2 separate regions of the Mus musculus genome follow, and region 1 is linked to region 2. The links are chromatin contacts, called in public promoter capture Hi-C maps. All regions are on one chromosome and are shown on one strand. Each heading gives the region's core, a stretch centred on a gene start, on an enhancer-like site or on the middle of the called end of the contact. The rest is flanking DNA. Distances are from core to core; before and after follow the strand shown. Region 1 holds the start of Cyp4f16 (cytochrome P450, family 4, subfamily f, polypeptide 16). Region 2 holds the start of Cyp4f39 (cytochrome P450, family 4, subfamily f, polypeptide 39).

Evidence for each region. Capture Hi-C pulls out chosen DNA fragments and counts their contacts.
Region 1: a contact with region 2 is called in a promoter capture Hi-C map of adipose tissue. The contact joins the promoter of Cyp4f16 here to the promoter of Cyp4f39 in region 2. A contact is called at or near these places in 1 of 15 datasets of contacts at CTCF or cohesin (the NIH/3T3 cell line), 1 of 115 datasets of contacts at active chromatin or transcription factors (embryonic stem cells) and 3 of 9 other capture datasets (adipose tissue, liver and pancreatic islet).

What each region holds. Positions count from the first base shown.
Region 1 is chr17:32,534,258-32,539,918 of GRCm38.p6, reverse strand. It overlaps Cyp4f16 (cytochrome P450, family 4, subfamily f, polypeptide 16), which reads right to left and starts at 3,362. Exons shown (of 13, transcript NM_024442.2): 1 at 3,264-3,362; 2 at 2,723-2,921. The coding sequence starts at 2,920.
Region 2 is chr17:32,451,294-32,456,951 of GRCm38.p6, reverse strand. It overlaps Cyp4f39 (cytochrome P450, family 4, subfamily f, polypeptide 39), which reads right to left and starts at 4,229. Exons shown (of 14, transcript NM_177307.3): 1 at 4,156-4,229.

The DNA.
Region 1 (5,661 bases), core at 2,113-4,612, 84 kb before region 2:
ACTGAGGGATATATAGAATATATAGAGACAGATACATGATAGACAACAAAGGTAGATTACATTGAAAGATGTGATAGGTAACTAACAGCAGAAGAAGGTGATTAGAGTGGTAGATCTCAGTGTGGTGTGTGTGTGTGTGTGTGTGTGTGTGTGTGTGTGTGTGTGTGTGTGTGGTGTGTGTGTGTGTGTGTGTGTGTGTGTGTGTGTGTGTGTGTCTGTGTGTCTGTGTGTCTGTGTGTGTGTGTGGTGTGTGTGTGTGTGTGTGTATTTCTTTATCATTATTCTGATTCTTCTCCATTTCATCTGATCGCTCCCTCTCCCCTTTCTCCTGAATGTATCTTTTTCTCTATGAGATTTTTTTCTACAGCTAAATCATCTATCTCACCTCTTCCCCCTTTCCTTCCTCACTCCTCCATCCTCCCCTCCCGTTAGGTGTAAATTAGAGTTAATTTCATCCCATCCAATTCTCTCACTTGTCCCTAATTCACCACAGCCTATCAAGACCAGTTTTCTGCAGGAATTTCCAAAGAATTGCAGCAAACAATCACAAAGTTCTCCAAATATTGATCCCAAGTTCCAGAGAAGTGTGAACTTGGAAGTCATCTAAGGAGGAAACTGATGAATGACTTAGGAGTTGTGTCCCTAGGGTAAGGAGAAAGCTTCAAAAAAGACAACAGAGGGAAAATGGGAGAAGGTGACAGAGGAGTCATGTGGAAAGGTCAGAGGGAAGGGGATCTAGCAGTGGACAGAGAAGGACCTCAGGGAGCAAAGAGGAGACCAAGAAGGATTTAATTCTGGAGCCAAATAGGAGCTACCAGGAAAGGTGGAAAAACCATCAGAGAGCTGTGAGGAAATGAAGGAGACAGAGCCAGGACTCGGGGACATGGCAATCAAGGGTAAGAGAAATGAGAAACAAGCAGGGAAGGGAACAAACAATGACAATGATCCTGTGTCTATAATCAGATGGCAGAAACCTGATGGAGTTGGCACAAGCACATAATCCCTTGGGAAACAGATGCAGGTCTCTGTGAGTTTTAGGTAGGTCATCCTGGTGTACAGAACAAGTTCCAAGAGAGCCAAAGCTACACAGAAAAGCAAAGTACAAGTAGAATATGAAAAATAAAAACAAGAAGAAAAACAAAAAGAAGAACAAGAAGGACAAAAACAAGTAGAAGAAGTACAAGTAGAAGAAGAAGTAGAAGAAGTAGGAGAAGGAAGAAGAGGGGAAGAGGAGAAGGAGAAAGAGACGAACAAAAAGAAGAACAAGGAAAATAAGAACAAGAACAGGAAGAACAAGAAGTAGAGGAAAAAGAGGATGAGGAGGAGAAGGAAGAAGAGGAGGAGGCGGAGGAGAAAGAAAGAGGAGAAGGAGAAGGAGGAGGAGAAGGAGGAGGAGGAGGAGGAGGAGAAGAGAAGAAGAAGAAGAAGAAGAAGAAGAAGAAGAAGAAGAAGAAGAAGAAGAAGAAGAAGAAGAAGAAGAAGAAGAAGAAATAGTAGTAGTAGTAGTAGTGGGGAGGAAGAGGAAGAGGAGGAGCAACAGACAGGAGATTTAGTGCACCAAGACCACATAGGAGGTATAAGAATGGGAAGAAACATGTCACCTGACTCTACAGTATCACTGTGCATAACAAAACACAACATATGGGAGTTTGGGGGCATCAAAAGCAACACTTTTCCAAATGCTTAAAGGAAAAATGAATTGTCAAGAACCTCACACTTGAAATCTTGATAGGAATTTGAACTCATGGGGAGATGAAAGGGAACTGTAAGGAAGCTGATAGGTTAGTATGCATAAAGGATGGTGATGCTGAGAAGACATTGGATAACAATGGTTACATGAGAATGTTGGTAGGAAAGAGGATTCTGTTGAGAGAAGCAGTACTTGAATGTATGGCATTGGTGATGATATCTCTATTATGAGTGATCTAATCCCAAGATGTGGTTCTGCAACATGGAGCAGCATGGAGCAAGGGGACCTGGTGACCAGGGAAGGGTACTGAGTAGGAAGTGTAGTCATTATGATGAGACCAGAGAGAAAATGGTCATGCTGTGATGTGCCTTTGGAATAAAGTCATTGCTTAGCATGCACAAACCCTAAGCACTTCAGATAATCACTACCAATGTTAAAAAGTGTTCATCCTTGACCTACATTGCATAATGGAGCCCACTAATGCATCTTCAGGACAGAGGGCAAAATGAGGAAGGACAGTGGCCAAGAAGTGGAAGGGAAAAAAACTACAATCTCTCTTCTGCACCCAAACAGTAGGTGGAGGTAAGAAATCGCAGCTGAATCCTACAGGGCAAATAGCAACCCAGAGAGATACAGTCACTGATCTGAAACCAAGAGAGATGAGCCAGGCAGGAGGCAAGACCTTGGACATACTGAAGGAAGATCTCAAATCCAGCAGTGAAACAGAATATACCAGGGATGCCACTACTCTGTGCTATTCGCCATGGGATCCACTGACTATGACACATATCCAGGAACTTGAGGAATCCTCAGTCCTGCTGAGAGTATGGCCCACAGTAGGCTGGTGCCAGGTAAGAGAGAAAGGCTGATGAGCACAACTTGGAAAGAAAGATAAATGAATGTGGGGTTGTGATGAGAATAGGGGCCCAAATAACTTTCTTTGCTTCTCCCTGCTACAGGCTCCAGACCTTTCCTGATGCCTAGGGAACACATACACCCCGGTACCCCCAGCCTATCTGCCGCCATACTCACCATGCCCAAGTGACCTGAAAACCAGTTTTTTTTAGGAGGCTGAGGGAAACAACTGAGGCGGGAGCAGTTCTCATAGAATGAGTAAGTCCAGGCAAGGATTCTGGCCAAAATCCAGGAAGCCACTCCAAGCAGCAGAAGATGCCATGACGAGGTCACCACAGAGCCCAGGTCCAGCCCAGACACACTTAGCCGCAGCATCCTGCTGAGCAGACAGACACAGGAGGAGATTCTGAGGTTTGGAAGAGGAACCTGGAAAACTTCAGAATTTTGAGCATGGGCAGAAACTGGAGAGTAGAGCAGGGAGTAGAGCAGGGAAGGGGATGGAGATACAGGAAGAGACAGAATGAGAGAGAGAGAAGGAGGCAGGGAACACACAGACAAGAGCTGTTGAAGTCTGGGATGGCTCTGCCTGAAGCACAAACGGTTATCCAGGAACCCAGGCTCACTTGTGCCAATTGTCTCCATGGAGCCACCCCAACACTGATAAACTCATCCTGATCAGAGTCAGGACCCTGTCTTGCCTCAGAGCCCAAGTCGGTACCTTATCTCAGGAGCTGCTGGTCCTCTAAGACCTTCTCCCCAGTCCTGTGAAAAGCATTTATCCCCTGCTTCCTAACTTCAGGAAGCTGTGTGGGAGGCTGGGTTAGGCTGGACTGAACCAATCAAATCCCTCCCAGGCTCAGCCACTTCCTCCCTGCCTGGGCATCAGGCCAAAACAAGTTGGGCGGGGCCAGACTGGAGTGGAGGGGAAAGACTCAGGGCAACACACACAGGCAGGTTGCATTTAGGATGCAGCACCTCTGAGTCAAGGGCAAAGGTGACTCTGGGCCCTTCCAAGGGCAACAGTCTGCTGATAAAAGCGTGAAGGAGGAAGTACAGGTGCCAGGATGGTGTTCAGGATGTTCCCTGAGCATCTCCCAGGGATCTCTGCACATCTCACTGGTGGGAGTGCAGCATGCAGAATTCCTCACTGCAGAACTGCAGAACTGCAGACCTGTCTCTGGAATGCCTCTGCTCACCGACTACAGTCTTGCAGCATTCAGTCCTCTCCCTTAGCAGCCCAGCCCCTGGATAGAAACAATTCCAAACTAGACCAGAGAATCCAGCCATGGTCAGACTGAAGAGATAGATGTCCTGGCTGGGAAAATACACCTGGCAACTAAAGGGTCAGAGTTCAGCGGGTTTGTGAGGATGAAAGGAGTCAGACTGAAGTGCTATGAGCACAGGGGTACAGGCAAGAATGAACAAGCCTGCAATGGCTTGTCTTCCCAGGATCAAATGGCGACTTGACCTTAACAGGAGTGTATGCTGTTCAGAAACCCTAGATCGGCAAGTCATGGACTTAGCAATCACTGAACCCTCCCATGGCCATGCTCCCCATTATTAGACAAGTAAAAGGAGCCAACATCACACCAAAGCGCGGACATAAAGAACAATGGGTGGACCAGCTCAAAGGTTGGCAGATAAAAGCAATCTCAAAGTCCTGAAACAGAGTTAAGGGTACTTGATTGGTGGTTGATAGAGCAAGATAAGGGCAGAGGTCAGTGGAGAAGTCCAGACTCGCCAACTCAGGGCTCCCCAAACAAGAAATGAGGGACTATGGAGGCTAGGGGTCCCTAATAGATCAAAATTAAGCAACCTCAAGACTTCCTCCCCAGGGGATTTTTCACAAGGTGTTGTTTCCCTTTCCTCTAGTAAATTTTTCAACTTCACAGGTACTTTTTAAGCATAGGCAAAGTCTACAATTTCACAACTACTTATGACACTGAATTCTAGGGTAATGAACGTCTAAAGGAAACACACAACATTTCTAAAAGAGTCCACACTGGAGAAGACACAAGGAAAGACTGTATGGAACAGAGCAGTATAAGGCCCCCACTTGTCACAGTTGAAGCCATAGCTGTTTCGCTTGACTTAGCATTCTTATTTTTTCTTTTATTTATTTGATTTATGTATAGAGATGTTTTGTCTGCATGTATGTGTCTGCACCACACACAAGCTTGATTCCAGAAGCTTTGCAAAGAAAAGAGTGTGAGATCCCCTGGGAGTAGAACTGCAGAAAGTTCCGAGCCACCACGTAGGTAGTACAAATTGAACCTTGCTCCTAAGGAACAGAAGCCAGTGCTCTTAACCACTAAGCCATCTCTTCAGGCCTGAATGGCTCTTCTTCAAAGAATATGTTCTCCCTTCCTTCCTCGCTCTGGTTAAACTCTGGATTACTCCTTCTACTCCTGTGCCCCAACCAAACCCTCCTCTATCAGGAGGACCGGAACTCAGACTGCTGGAGTCGAGGACAGAGGAAGCGAATTACCTCCTCAGGACACTGAATACTGAAAGGACCTGAGAGCAAACCTTGACTGCAACAGTCATGAACGAACTCTGACCTAAAAACTCAGCTACGGTGTCTGTCTAAAGTCTTACCAGGTGTCTAGGGCCTTAGACTTTGGTGTTGCCAACCCCATAATAACAGATACCGGTTCCAAAAATAAACCTGCTGAGCTATAAATAAACCAAGGGTTACACCTATAATCAGGCCATTTGGGAGGTGGATGCAAGAGGAATAAAACTCAAGGTCAACCTCGGCTACATATCATAAGATAAATGCAGGATATACGTCATGTCTTCAGATGAATATTCCTAGACCCTGATAAGATAGTCACAATGGTCACTCATCACTGCCATCTTTCTGGGTCTACAACTTCCGTGGAAGATGATTTCTGGGAGTCTCTATACGAGTCTGTCAAAAAGGCTGAACTTAGAGCAAAGACCCACTCTAAATGTGGCCAACTTCATCCCAGGACTATGTTTCCCAGCTACTGACAGGTGGTGTTTCCACACAGTACACAAGAGATTCTCTCTACAGCTTTTTTCATGTAAGATGACAAACCACGTGTTTTCACTTCTGTAAACAAGGTCAGTTGTCCCAGTTGCACAGGATG
Region 2 (5,658 bases), core at 2,980-5,479:
GAGAGTGTGTGCAAGGCCATGGATTCTGTCCTTAACAAAATAGTTAATTTTATAGTAAGTAGCTAAGCCTCAATAAAAAAATGCACATATGGGTCCCAAAAGATCGTTCAGTGGGTAAAAGTGTTTGCCACATATGCCTGATGACTTCAGTTCAATGCCAGGAACCCAGATTAAAAACATATACTGTTCTTCCAGAGGACTAGAGTTCAGTTCCCAGCACCCATAGTGGGGTCTCCCAGGTGCCTCCGACTCCAGCTCCAGAGGACCTGACACTCTTTCCTGCCCTCCACGGGTACCTACACTCATGTGCACAACCACACATATATATATGTTTGCACAAATCGTTACAAATATAAAAGAGTAGCAACAACACAATAGCCAGGTGTGGTGGTGCAGGCTGCAATCCCAGCATTTGGGAGGCCAAGGTAGGATGCAGGATGATCAAGAGTTTAAGGCCAGCATGAGCTATACAGTAAGACTGTTGTTTGGTTTGGTTTGGTTTTTAAGGCAATATTGATCCAACAAGAAGGCTCAGGCTCAGTATGAAAAGGTGTTTACCAACACACACCACACACACACACACACACACACACACACACTCTATAAATAAATGTAGTAAAATTTAAAATTTTGGGGCTGGGTATAGTGGTACACACTTTTAATCCCAGCCACTCAGAAGGCAGAGACAGGTAGATCTCTGTGAGTTCAAGGCTAGCCTGGTCTACAAAGGGAGTTCTAGAATAGCCAAAACTACATAGTGAGACCCTGAGAGAGAGAGAGAGAGAGAGAGAGAGAGAGAGAGAGAGAGAGAGAGAGAGAGAGAAACAACAACTGGATTTATCTCTTGAAGTTGTTGGGAATGGTTTTGGACTGAAATAGTGTCTTGCTGGGTGGTGGTGATGCACATCTTTAATCCCAACACTCAAGAGGCAAAGGCAGACAAATGACTGTGAATTTGAGGCCAGCCTAGTCTACAGAGCAAGTTCCAGGACAACCAAGGTTACACAAAAAGATACTCTGTCTCTGAGAAGTGGGGAGGGAGGGAGGGAGAAAAGGAGGAAGGGTGAGGGAGAGAGGAGGAGAAAAAAAGAAAAGAAAAAGGGAAAGGAAAAGGAAAGAAGAAAAGAAAAGAAAAGAAAAGAAAAGAAAAGAAAAGAAAAGAAAAGAAAAGAAAAGAAAAGAAAAGAAATAGTGTTTTATAGCCTAGGCTAGGACAAACTTTCTCAATAGCCCAGGCTGGCCTGGAACTCAAAATCCTCCTACCTCACTCAGCCTCTAAAGTGCTGGGATAACAGGCATAAACTGATGCCTACAGCTTATTAGTATTTTTGCAGAAGTAAAGGAAATGAGACTGAGCGTGTGCCTCAGTTAGTGGGGTGCTTGCCTAGTATGCAAGCTCTGTGTTTGATCTCCAGCATCACAGAACACTAGATGTGATGGCACTGCCTGTAATCCCAGCACCTGGGAGGTAGAGGCAGGTGAATCAGAAGGTCAAGGGCATCTTCAGCTACATAGTCAGTCTGAAGCCAGCCTGGGCTGCAAGAGACACTCTCTTAGCAAAATAAAAGTTGGAACAAATTTAAAGCAGCACCCTAAGAAGCCTGTGGAAGGCTAGCAGGGCCATTTCTTCCATGAACCAGACCCTACTGTCATCCCAGTCTGCCCCGGGAGTGCCTTAGCACTCCACCCCTTCTGCTTAGAACTGCCTTATCTGGCATCAGTGGTACCAACGACCAACCCTGCAGCCCAGCCCAGCCCACACCCAGGGAGCCTAGTTTGACTGGTTAGGCTGGTAAATTGCCAGTCAGGGACTTGTTATACAAGGTATGTGGGATCACAAAAAAGAACCCAGGATATGGATCCTGGCCAGTGCCAGGCACTGCATACTGCCTTTTCTTGAGGGTCAAGTATTGGCCAGGGAACATCCCAAAGTTGACACATCACCCCACAAAACAGCTCCCCTTTCCCAGCCTATCTGTTTCCTGTCCCAGCCTACCCTTTACTCTCAATATAAAATATCTACCTGCCCCTAGAGAGTCCTCCACATCAAAGGGCCACACTCCAGGTCTGGATTGAAAACAGCCCAAATTTCTGGAAATCTGAGGGAAAGCTCAGGGTCAGTTGTAACAACTGAGGATAGAGCCAAGTTGTAAAATCAAGTAGAGAAAAGCCCCATAAAAGCTTGAAACGGGGATGGAGAGATGGCTCAGCGGCTAAGAGCACTGACTGCTCTTCCAAAGGTCCTGAGTTCAAATCCCAGCAACCACGTGGTGGCTCACAACCATCTGTAATGAGATCTGATGGCCTCTTCTGGTGTGTGTCTGAAGACAGCTACAGTGTACTTACATATAATAATAAATAAATCTTTAAAAAATGGGAAAAATAAAAACAGTTCAGTCTTTAAGAAAAAAAAAAAAAAGCTTGAAACGTGTATATTCTTTGTCCCATCCCAAAATAAGCACTGCCTTTAAAAGAAGTTTGAAGGCAGTGGCAACCTGGGACGTAATGACCTCTGCATACCATTGCAAACACGGCACACTTGGACCCAAGCCACAGAAGGGATTCCATAGTGCCCTCTCCCTGGTAACCGTGCCACTTGAGGCAAGTGTCCACACCTCTCTGAGCCCCAGTTGCTTCAGACAGGAATCATATTTCTCCACCTCACAGAGATATGATGACATATAGAATATATATGAGCCATCAAGATGGCTCAGTGGGTAAAAGTACCTACTGCCAAGCTGGACAACCTGGGTTCAGTCCCTGACACCCACGTGCTTGAAGGAGAGAACAGACTGCTGAAAGCTGTTCTGTAGCTTTCACTCTTGTGCTGACATACACAAACACAGACACAGACGCACACAAATTAAAAGCAAAAGTAAACAAAGAAAGTGCTTACTCATTCTCAGGTAGGGCCACCTGATGCTGTCAACATGTCCATCCTTGCTACCTAGACATCTGGGACTTACAGAATAAAGTCCAAGGCTAGTTGAATAGGAGAGATGAGGTCTCATTCTCTGAATGTTTCCCAGGTCATCCAAGCCCCTCTGTGGTTACCAACTCTGGTCACCGCCAAGACATGAGCCCATAGCTAATGTTACCTTTCGGAAACCCAAGCTGGGCTCTACAGAGATGTCGAGGCCATCAGAAAGTGGCCCAGGATTTTGAGGTCAGCCAGGGTTTGTTTGTTCCAATCCCAGCTTGCCCTCTGAATGTCTGTAATCCCCTGCTCCAGCCCTCATCTCCCCCCACAATCAAATCAGGGTCTGGGCAGGGATCTCAGGGGGTTTCATCTTCAAGGCACTTAGATGTTACAGGCTCTTGCTGGAGTCAGCTTCAAGACAGAGAAATTGGGAGGTGGGAGGGGAGGGAAAGAAGGCTTAACTGTGGGGTAATGAATGCACAATGAACTGTGGAGGTATATTAACCAATAAAGGGACTCTTGCCTATGCGGGAGCCAAAGGCAGCCTCTTCCTCCTTATCTCTCACTTCAAGCCAGAGATTTCCCCAAGTAGTGAGCCACAACCCTTTTCAGAGACCAAGGTGGCCAGCCCATCAATAGTTCTAAACCAGTCTGGGCCAGGCCCCTGAAACACCAGACAGCACTTACAGGACAAATCTTTGACTAACTTTCGGGGCTCATAGACAAAGGTAGAGAGGCTGGACCACTGTTTTATTTGCAAAGAAGGGAACTTGGAGATGCTGACACTTCTGTGGATGAGCACAGCATTCCTGACTGCGGCTGGACCACAACCAAAAGACCCATCGGCAAGATGGACAGCTTCAAATATGCTGAAAAAAAAAAACTTGTGTCCCAGAAATACACGCCCAGCTCAGGCTTTCTCTTCAAGACAATAAATACATCAACGACTCAGGCAAACCCTATAAGGAGGTGTCCCAGAACAGAAATCTCTAGCCAAAAAGTGCCCCCTCTCTTTCTACAACCCGCACTCAAAAAGAAGCGACTCCCGGGACACCAGAGCGCGCTCAGGAAATAAAAATGAGCATAATCCCAGCAACCTTTGGGGATACAGCAACATCTTGCTCCTGGTCACTCAACCTCATCACTGGTCGTGGGGTCCTGAAATTAGCTGTGCCCACTGATGTTCGCCCCGCCCCGCCCCGCTAAGGCCACAGTCGCTGGACCCACACACTCACCCGGGTCTCAGCCTGCCGCTCTCGATCCAGATCCGCTTCTTTGACAGTGCAGTCTGACAGCCCCAACCCTTTAAACCTGCCGGGCTGAGCCCCAGCCCTTTACAAGCTTCGGGCTGAGCGCTGAGCCCCGCCTCACAACTCCGGGGCCACGCCCATACTGGCAACGCCCCTGCCCGGTTGCTTGCAAGTCTGGCCCCCAAGATGCAAACCTGAGACAAGGAGGCTGAGACAGACAGAGAAAGAGAGAGCTTAACAGACAAAGAGGGAGGCGTGAAAATGCAGACAACTAAGAGCCTGACCCTTCCGACTCCCTGGTCTTGACTCCTATCAGAGCCTCATTTCCACTCTGGGTCACTCATCTCCAATACCAGAACGGGTTCCCAAGCTTGCACAGGACTTCCTGCACCATCACCTCCGAGACTCTCACTGTTCCACAGGAGTATTCTTTGGGGCCTCTCAAGAGTTCTCAGACTCCATCAGCCCCAGGGCGGAGGGCTACTTGTTTTTCCTGGAGCCTGCCCTACCTGCCCTCCTGGGCCGGATTCTGCAGCTGTTCCTTCAGTCCAAACAATCCCCTCAATCCACTGTCCCAGGACTTGGAAGCAGAAAAATCACAAATTCCAGCCCAGCCTGGACTACTTAAGGAAACCATAGATAGATAGATAGATAGATAGATAGATAGATAGATAGATAGATAGATAGATAGATAGATTAGATGGATGGACGGACAGACAGATAGAGGAGAGATAGAGTAATGAAGAAAAGGGGCTCTGGAGAACTGGGTCAGAGATGTAAAACACTTGTTCACAGCTGCTTGTATGTAATTCCAGTTCCAGGAGATTGAAGGAGCCAGAGGCTCTGCATCCATGTGTATACATCTTCACACAGGTGGATACACTACACATAATCAAAAATGATAAAAAAACAAATCTTTAAATAAGAATAATAAAATTTTTCTAAGGAAAAACAAAAAGAGGCCACCAGAGTTCAAGGTAAAAGCAATCACCACCGAGCATGACTCCCTGAGTTCATCCCTAGGACTCGTGATGGAAGGAGAGAACCAACTCCCACAAGATGTCCCTGACCTCTACAGGCCCACCACAGACCACTGTGACCCACACACTACCTTAGTGAATACAGAAATGACAGCTCACAACCATCTCCAATGCCAGTTCTAAGGGACCCAACAACATCTTCTGACCTGGAGGGCACCAGGCATGCACATGATGCTCATACAAACATACAGACAAAACACTCATGTACACAAAATAATGTAAATAATGTAGCTTAAATATATACAGTTTAAATGAACAGATGCAAAAATACAAGATGAGGGGAGGGTCTCCAGAAGCATTAGACTATTCAGGTCCCACCTCAACCAAACCCACCCATTCATAGGCACTTGACCTTGCAGCAGGATATTGTCCTTGGCCAGCCCATCTGCTTCAGAAGTATCCAGTCAGACCCACCCTTGAATGTGAGACAGACCATATGGCAGGGCTG